Linked DNA regions of Mus musculus: region 1 is linked to region 2. A link is a contact called in public HiChIP or PLAC-seq data. All regions are on one chromosome and are shown on one strand. Each heading gives the region's core, a stretch centred on a gene start, on an enhancer-like site or on the middle of the called end of the contact. The rest is flanking DNA. Distances are from core to core; before and after follow the strand shown.

The links. HiChIP or PLAC-seq counts read pairs in DNA pulled down with a chosen protein or histone mark.
Region 1: an H3K27ac HiChIP or PLAC-seq map of extraembryonic endoderm stem cells shows a contact between it and region 2, with 4 times the contacts expected there. The contact joins two enhancer-like sites.

Annotation. Positions count from the first base shown.
Region 1 is chr5:67,409,340-67,413,379 of GRCm38.p6, reverse strand. The region is part of intron 2 of Bend4 (BEN domain containing 4); the gene reads left to right. All of the region lies in intron 1 of Gm33345 (a long non-coding RNA gene), which reads right to left. Among named protein-coding and RNA genes, the nearest start is that of Gm33345, 5.9 kb to the right of the region's middle. Within about 2 kb of position 2,754, at least 30 of the 459 cell types and tissues checked have an H3K27ac peak or open chromatin away from gene starts, as enhancers often do. A contact at or near this core is called in extraembryonic endoderm stem cells, where this site is marked.
Region 2 is chr5:66,701,892-66,705,629 of GRCm38.p6, reverse strand. No RefSeq gene overlaps it. Among named protein-coding and RNA genes, the nearest start is that of Uchl1os, 27 kb to the right of the region's middle. Within about 2 kb of position 1,764, at least 13 of the 459 cell types and tissues checked have an H3K27ac peak or open chromatin away from gene starts, as enhancers often do. A contact at or near this core is called in extraembryonic endoderm stem cells, where this site is marked.

The sequences.
Region 1 (4,040 bases), core at 1,505-4,004, 710 kb before region 2:
AGAAATCACTGACAAATCTCAGCTGCCTATTAACAAGTATTTTTTAAAATTTTTATTAGATATTTTCTTCATTTACATTTCAAATGCTATCCCGAAAGTCCCCTATACCTTCTCCCCACCCTGCTCCCCTACCCACCCACTCCCACTTTCTTGGCCTGGCCTTCTCCTGTACTGGGGCATATAAAGTTTGCAAGACCAAGGGGCCTCTCTTCCCAGTGATGGCCGACTAGGCCATCTTCTGCTACATATGCAGCTAGAGACACAAACTCCGGGGTACAGGTTAGTTCATTATGTTGTTCCACCTATAGGGTTGCAGATCCCTTTAGCTCCTTGTGTGCTTTCTCTAGCTTCTCCATTGGGGGCCCTGTGTCCCATCCAATAGATGACTGTGAGCATCCACTTCTGTGTTTGCCAGGCACTGGCATAGCCTCACAACAATTATTTTTTAATACCAAGTCCATAGATACTAAAATAAGGAAAACTATGGGAGGGGTGTTTGTTGGCGTTTTATTTTTTGTTTCTCCTGGTTTTCAAGTTGGCTGCTGGTTCGCTGTGTAGCCAGTGATAGCCTTGAACTCATTCCTCCTGTCCCTGGAGTACTGTGGCGTGGTTACAGGGCTGTCTGCTCCTTTACAGTGTGTGTGGTGCTGGAGAAGAAACCCTTCAGGCTTGTTAGCCAAGCACTGCATCCCCTGAGCTTGAAAACCTGTCTTGAAGAGCACCATGTATACCAATTACAATTCCTTTAAATGTGTAAATACCAAGTATACAGAAGATAATCTTTAAATTAACCTATTTACTGAGACAGGGTCTTATTGTGCAGTCCTGGCTGGTCTGAAACTTGCTGTATAGGCCAGGCTGGCCTTGAACTCACAGAGATCTGCCTGCTTCTGCCTGAGAAATGCTGGGCCTAAAGGTCTGTGCCACCATGCCTAGCTGAATATTTTCATTCTCTGCATTTTTGATTTGATTTGATTTGACTTTTTAAGATTCCACACATAGGCTGGATGAGACGGGCTGGAGAGGGCTCTACAGTGAAGAGCACTCGCCGCTCTTACAGAGGACCCAGATTTGCTTCCCAGCACCCTCGTGGCAGCTCACAAATGTAACTCCTACGTCAAGGGATCTGACTCCCTCCTCTGGCCTGCCTGGGCACCAGGAACACATGTGGTATACATACACTCAGAAAGTAAAAATTACAAGAAAAAAAGAAGATAGACAGTATTGCCCTGTCGTCCCCACCCCCGACCCCCCGCAGTTTACTCACACCTTGGCAGATGGCAAAGCTTTTTTCTTAATACTCCACTGAACACTTGCCTATGCCTGTTTTGTTGTTGTGGGAAAGTCGTGTCTTTCCACGTCACAGTAAACACGGAGTGTGGGTTTCTTCCAAGGTGGTAATTTTGTTTCCTTTGAATGTAGTCCAAGAAGGGGGATTCCGGTCATACAGTAGTGCTGTGCTTAACTTTAGGAACCTCTGTAACCTTTGCACGCGGAGGACAGAAGTCTCCCTTCTCACCCACGGTGGACACCATCACCAGGCTCTGTTATCTTTTGATTTTTTTCATTCCAAGGCATGGAAAGTGGGATCGAGTTTTGTCTTTCTTGTTAATGACTTCGGAATGTGTGTACCACTGTGCTGGCTCTTGCCTGGTTTGTGTGGAAGGGGTGGGGGCAGAGAAGAGAGAGGGGAAGGGTTTATTACTGGCCTGTAGCTCACACTTAGGCTAGGCTGGGGACGTGTAGACAAGCCCCAGGGGACCATCTTTCGTCACCACACGCTGCTGTTTACGTGGGTGCAGGGGCTGGAGCCAGGTCCTAATGTTTGTAAGGAAAACAGTTCATTGACTGAGCTGACTTTCACTGGTAGGAATTTTATAGTTTCTGGTCTTAATTTTAGGTCTTCTCTGTAATTCTTTTTTTTTTTTTTTGGTTTTTCGAGACAGAGTTTCTCTGTGTAGCCTTGGCTGTCCTGGCACTCACTTTGTAGACCAGGCTGGCCTCGAACTCAGAAATCCGCCTGCCTCTGCCTCCCGAGTGCTGGGATTAAAGGCATGCGCCACCACACCCGGCTTCTCTGTAATTCTTATTAGTGATAGTCTATGAATTGGTGGTTGAGTTTTGTGAATGGTGTAAGGTTTTTTGGGGGTTTTTGTTTTTGTTTTTGTTTTGAGCATTCAGTTTCGGGGACTGGAGAGATGGCTCCGAGGTTAGAACACTTGGTGCTCTTGCCCACATCAGCTATCTATTTCATTTCCTCTTACGGACAGGAAGTTGGCATCTAATCCATGGGAGAGCAACAGTAGGAGGAGAGTTGTATAGTCCAAGAGTTCTAACTTGGTGTCCAAGTCGTAACCCTCCACCTGAGGTCAGTGTATTGTCAGCGTAGCTGTATTGAATGGTCACCAAAGAATTAGTTGGCAAACACTGGCATTACTTATAGCAGAAGTACAAAGGACAGGTCCTCCTTCAACTAGTAAGTACGTGACCTTGTTTCTCTTGTGCTTCAGGCACTTGAGCACACAGTGGAGAGCCATTTTAATAGTGAAATCCCAAACAGACATATAGGAAAAACCCTAAATAGACCAGGACAGGGACACTTGTTTCCAGCAGAAGAACAGAAACCAGGCGATCACAGCTGGGACATTTGTCAGGCCACTCAAATTCCAAAGCGCTCTGCACAAGTCTGCAAATGGCTTGTAAAAGTTCCGGTTTGGGGAGTTCCAAGCATACCTTAGCAGGCACGCAGACTTGCAAATACAGAATCCAAGAGTGAGTGGTGACTCACCATGCTGCAGATAAGGAGCTAACCCCCTCAGGTCCCTCAGTGCCATTATCTAAGGGAAATAGGAACAACCAGTTTGGGGTAAATGGACTTTGTATAAACAAAAGCCCCTAAGAGTAGCTGCAGCTGTGGGCTTGTGTTCCTTGATATTGCTGGTGGTGACTGCTGGCAGTAATTTGCCTTCTGAGCCTTCCTTAAAGCAAAGTTAACAATATTATAGGAATATGGAAGTGTTAGATTTAGTAAATCTTCCCATGAACACTTAGTATCCCCTTGAAGAGAAATTGCTCCTGAGGCTAGAGACACGGCTCGGCAGTTAAGACCGCTTGCTTCTCTTCCATAGGAGACCCAGGTTCAGTTCCTAGAATTAACATGGTGGCCCACAGACATCTATAAGTCCAATTCCAGGGGTTCCAGTATCTTCTGGCCTCCACAGGCACACACATGGTGCACACACACACATGCAGGCAATACACGCACATAAAATAAATCTTAAAAGACGAATTAGAGGAAAATTGTTTCTGATATATGTAGGGCATGTCTGTAATTCAAATACCAAAAAGGCCGAGGCAGGAGAGAGTCCAAGACCTTCCTGGGATACATAGGGCAACCCCATCTTAACCAAGAAAGGACAAAAAGAGAGCACAACTGTCGTGTGCCTAGCAATGCAGAGACTTGAAGGATTCTCCAAACTATAAGCGGTGTCTGACTTCAGAAAGAGGAGCCACAGAGCCTCAGATTTGGGTTCCCTTGTCACAGAGAAGTCTTCACTTCCCTGGAGTCTTTTTTGGGGAGATGGGGTACTGTGACTACCCGTATAGCTGAAGGTGACCTTGAACTCCCAATCTTCCTGCCTGCTCCTCACAAGAGCTGAGATTACAGGGCATGCACAGCTGTACTTGGCCCTCCTCCTGAGCATCTTCGAAGACTCAGTCCTCAGGGCCCACAGTTCACCGAGTGCCCAGCCTCACTGGACAGTTGTGACTTCTGGGCAAGCAGATACTTGTCCTAACCCCTGTTCTTTCCACTCCCAAAACATGCTGCCCTCTTCTTGAGAAATTCCTAGGCATTCTTCAGTGTCCAGTTCAGGCAGGGCCCTCTGTGAGAGAGCTTTTGCAGTGTCCCTGCACACACCTGGATACTTCTGTTAAAGTCCTTTTCGAGGCTGGGTTTACCCAGAGTATGCCGTTATCTCCTGATGTCCTGATAAGATGAAGGGTCATATATGGCGCTGGAGGGCAGAAACGAAGCCTAT
Region 2 (3,738 bases), core at 515-3,014:
TAATATATACCTTATATATTATATAATTAATTCTTTATATATATGTATATATATATATAATTCTTATCTATCTCAAATCCCTGTTCCTCTCCACTCACGTGGCACTAAGCCTCTGAGTGTCTACTGTTCTAATTGTGTGGTCTCCAGTCAACTGATGTCCACATGGATGGACTAGTGACCTTTGACGGAAGACACAGTGTAACCTCCAAGGATGGGCCTTGCAGAAGAGCTTCAGCCTTTATAGTCTTGGGATGCCCCGCCACTGTGTAAGAAAACACGGTGCCTTTGTGAATGCTGAGCAACTGCAGATAAAGTAAGGACTTGAGACCCCACGGATAACAGGGCCCGGCCCTCTCTCTCAGGGCCGCAGCTGAGTGCAGCCCACAGCAGCCCACAGCTTCTCTTCCAGCTGAAGGGAGAGAGTGCAAGGGAGTCCCAGCAACCCCAGCCAGAAAACTACCCTCTTGACAAAACTGTGAGCAACAATAAATAGATGGGCATGATTGTAAGACTCTGTTAGGGGTCATGCTAGCCTTGAACACATTAAATAGCCCAGGCTGGTTTCTACCACGCAATCCTCCTACCTCAGTTTCCTGATAGCTGCATTACAAATGTCTGCCACCATGCCTGGTTCGTTTGTTGGTTCTAATTTATTTTGAGACAGCATCTCATATATGGTGGAGGAAACTCCTGGTATCAAATGATCCCCCTGCCAGGTATGTGGGACTTTTTCAAGATATGCCGTCATTTTCAGATAAATCTCTGTATCGTGTATGGCCATTTCCCTCCCTCCCTCTTCCCCTATTCATTCTTTCCCCCTCTCTCCTTCTGCCTTTTTCTCGGTGCTGGGGTTCTGCTCCTGGGGTCACCTGCCCTTTGTTCTATGAACTCCTTACTTCCTCACGGTCCATGCCACGTTTGCTTTGTACCTGTCCCCCACCCCCAGAGCAGACGTTCCTTCCATGAGTTAAGTTATGTTTCTTGTTGAATTCCTGCACCTAGCTCTGTGTACTTCCTGCTCCTGGTTGGTTACTTGATTGACTGTGGATCTTTGAGGGCAGGCACCAAGCCTCAGTTCTCCTTCACAGTCACTTTGTGTGGCAGGGACTTACCAAGTCCACATTGAATCGGGTTAAATGACGGGAAGTGGGAATTGGAAAGGTCAGCGAAGGGTAGATGAGAATACTTTTAAAATTCCATAGGAGGGCTGTAGAGATGGCTGAGTGGCTAAGAGAACTGGCTGTTCTTACACAGGACCCAAGTTTGGTTCCCAACAACCACCCAGGTTACAACTCTCTGTAGCTTCAGTTCCAGAGGATCTAGTGACATCTTCTGGTCTCGTTGGACACCAGACATGCATGTGACACACATACAAAATACAGGCAAAGCACACACATAAACTAAATTACATATGGTATAATTTATATAATTATATATTATGTATAGTTATATTAATGGTGTATATGTAATATATAATCTATTGTTATATATTATATATCCATATATTAGGTACCATATAAAGCTGAAAGGGTTAACTTGGTGGCTGTCAGGACTTCTGGGGATAGGAAAATTCTTATATCACTAAACACTTTTAGATTTGTTAGTTCTCAGCCTATCCCTCTCTCTCTCTCTCTTTTCTTGACAAGCGGTAAGTGTTATCTGAGGATGAAGAGAAATTTTCTTCTGATGTGGTTAGAGGACTGATAGCTCAGGCGTTTCTCAGACACCTCCCACAGCAGCCCTGGCGCAGGCTTCAGGCTGGTAGACTGGGTTTGAGTGAGGCCTTGCCAAGACAGACTCCAGACCCACAGGAACTAACCCTTCCAAGTGATTTCCATGTGTCGTCTTATCTGTATGATAAACTAGGGCAGGCAAGCCCGGAGCACACATAGCTCTGCTGCTGGCCCAGGGGCAGGGCTGGGCTTGCTGCTTTTGTTGTTCAGGAAACACAGACCGATTTCCACTTTCAATCACTTATATCAGGGGTGAAGCGAAGATTGTGTCTTGTTCCCAAGCTGTGCCATTAGTGAGCAGGGAGGCTGGATGTGTGTGTGTGTGTGTGTGTGTGTGTGTGTGTAGTCTTCAGTCCCCGAGTATATCACCCTGACTATCCAGAGGGCTTGTTTAAACAAAGACTGCTGAGCCGCACCCCCTACAGTTTCCGATTGCATCTTCAGCAGGTCCCCAGGAGCTACTGCATGGCATGCACAGACACTTTGAGCTCCACTGCTCTCTACCAGAAGGAACTATGTGCCTCTGACTCCCTGGCCCAGGCCTAGCACATAGGAGGTGTTAAATGTCCTTTAAAAAAAATGTTTAAGTTAATTGTCAGTTTTAGAGGAATTATTTTTAAACCATCCTATTGTGAGCCAATAAATGGCAGATTGGGGAGAGAAGTTTAAGGGGGAGGGGAGACTAAGTCTTTCTTGAACTCAGATCTCCTTTATCTCCTGCAGTCAATTCTAATGAAGAGTGTGTTTTGGGGTTTCTAGCAATCAAATAGAATACAGAGATATGAATCATTCAAGTCTTTTCCAGAGAAAGAATCTCGCCTGGAGGCAGCTAGAATTTACTGTAGAAGTTGTGCTTGCCTCGTTTTGGGTGGTAGAAAAACTTCTAAGGACTTAGGTGGAAAGCAGAATTGCCAGCTTGCAGAAATCACACTTAGAGCTTGAGGCTAGCCAAACCAGGCTATGCTCAAGGAACACTAGAACCAGGGTCCAAAACCAAGCACCACTCCCTTGATCTCTCCTCTGGGCCCCTCTCTCTACTTGTTTCTGTTTGTCACTGTCCAGCTTTCTCCATTTAGCAATAGCTGTAAAACAGAGAGACTCAGCTGAGCTTGGAACCGGGCCACATAAGAAAATGGCCTCACAGTGGGTATCAGGCATACAGGTCAAGATGCTGCCTTTGGCCAGAGGAAACTAGTATCGGTGCTGGACATCTTTTTGACTTTCTCTGTGAAATGGATGCAACAAAAACAAAAACCAATAGGCCAGCCCTGGGAAGTAAGTAGGGCTTACAACCAGCAGGACAGAGTGCCAGTGAGTTTGGGGGATACTCAAGAAGCACCCCTATTCCTACAGAGCCCCAGCTCGATATTTCTTCAGATGAGAAAACTACGAATGCAGATGCTTTCTGAACGTAAGCTCAGTGCTTCATAGCCATAAATCCCACAGCCATGGACTCAGCCTACCTGGGACCCCAAGTACTAGAAACAGGGCATTGTGGCACGTACTGCTAATCTCTAATCCCAGCACTCAAGAATATCTGAGTTCAAAGCCTGGTGGGTCACGTGTTTAAACTCTGTCTCAAAAAGGAAAAGAAAATTGTCTGTACCACGTATGTACAAATTTGTCTAGATATAAGACTATTTAGATAACATGGTATCATGCTATGCTGTTTCAAATATGTGAGATGTGTGTATCCCTAGAGCTCGGTTTCCATGGGGACCCTGGAGCCAATCCCTGCAGATGCCAAGGGAGGATAGTGCATCAGGCCTACTTAATTGGAAATGGTCTTTTCAAGGCTATGGTCACAGTTCTCTCAGATCTCTGGATCAGAGGTGCTTTATCTCCATGGTTAGAAACAGAGAATGCTTTGTTTTTATTGTTTCGGGTTTTAATTTGAATTATTTATTTACTTACTTACCTATTTATTTTGAGACAAGGTCTCACTTTGTAGCCTGGGCTGGCCTAGAACTCCCTATATAGACCAGGCTGGCCTCGAACTCAAAGA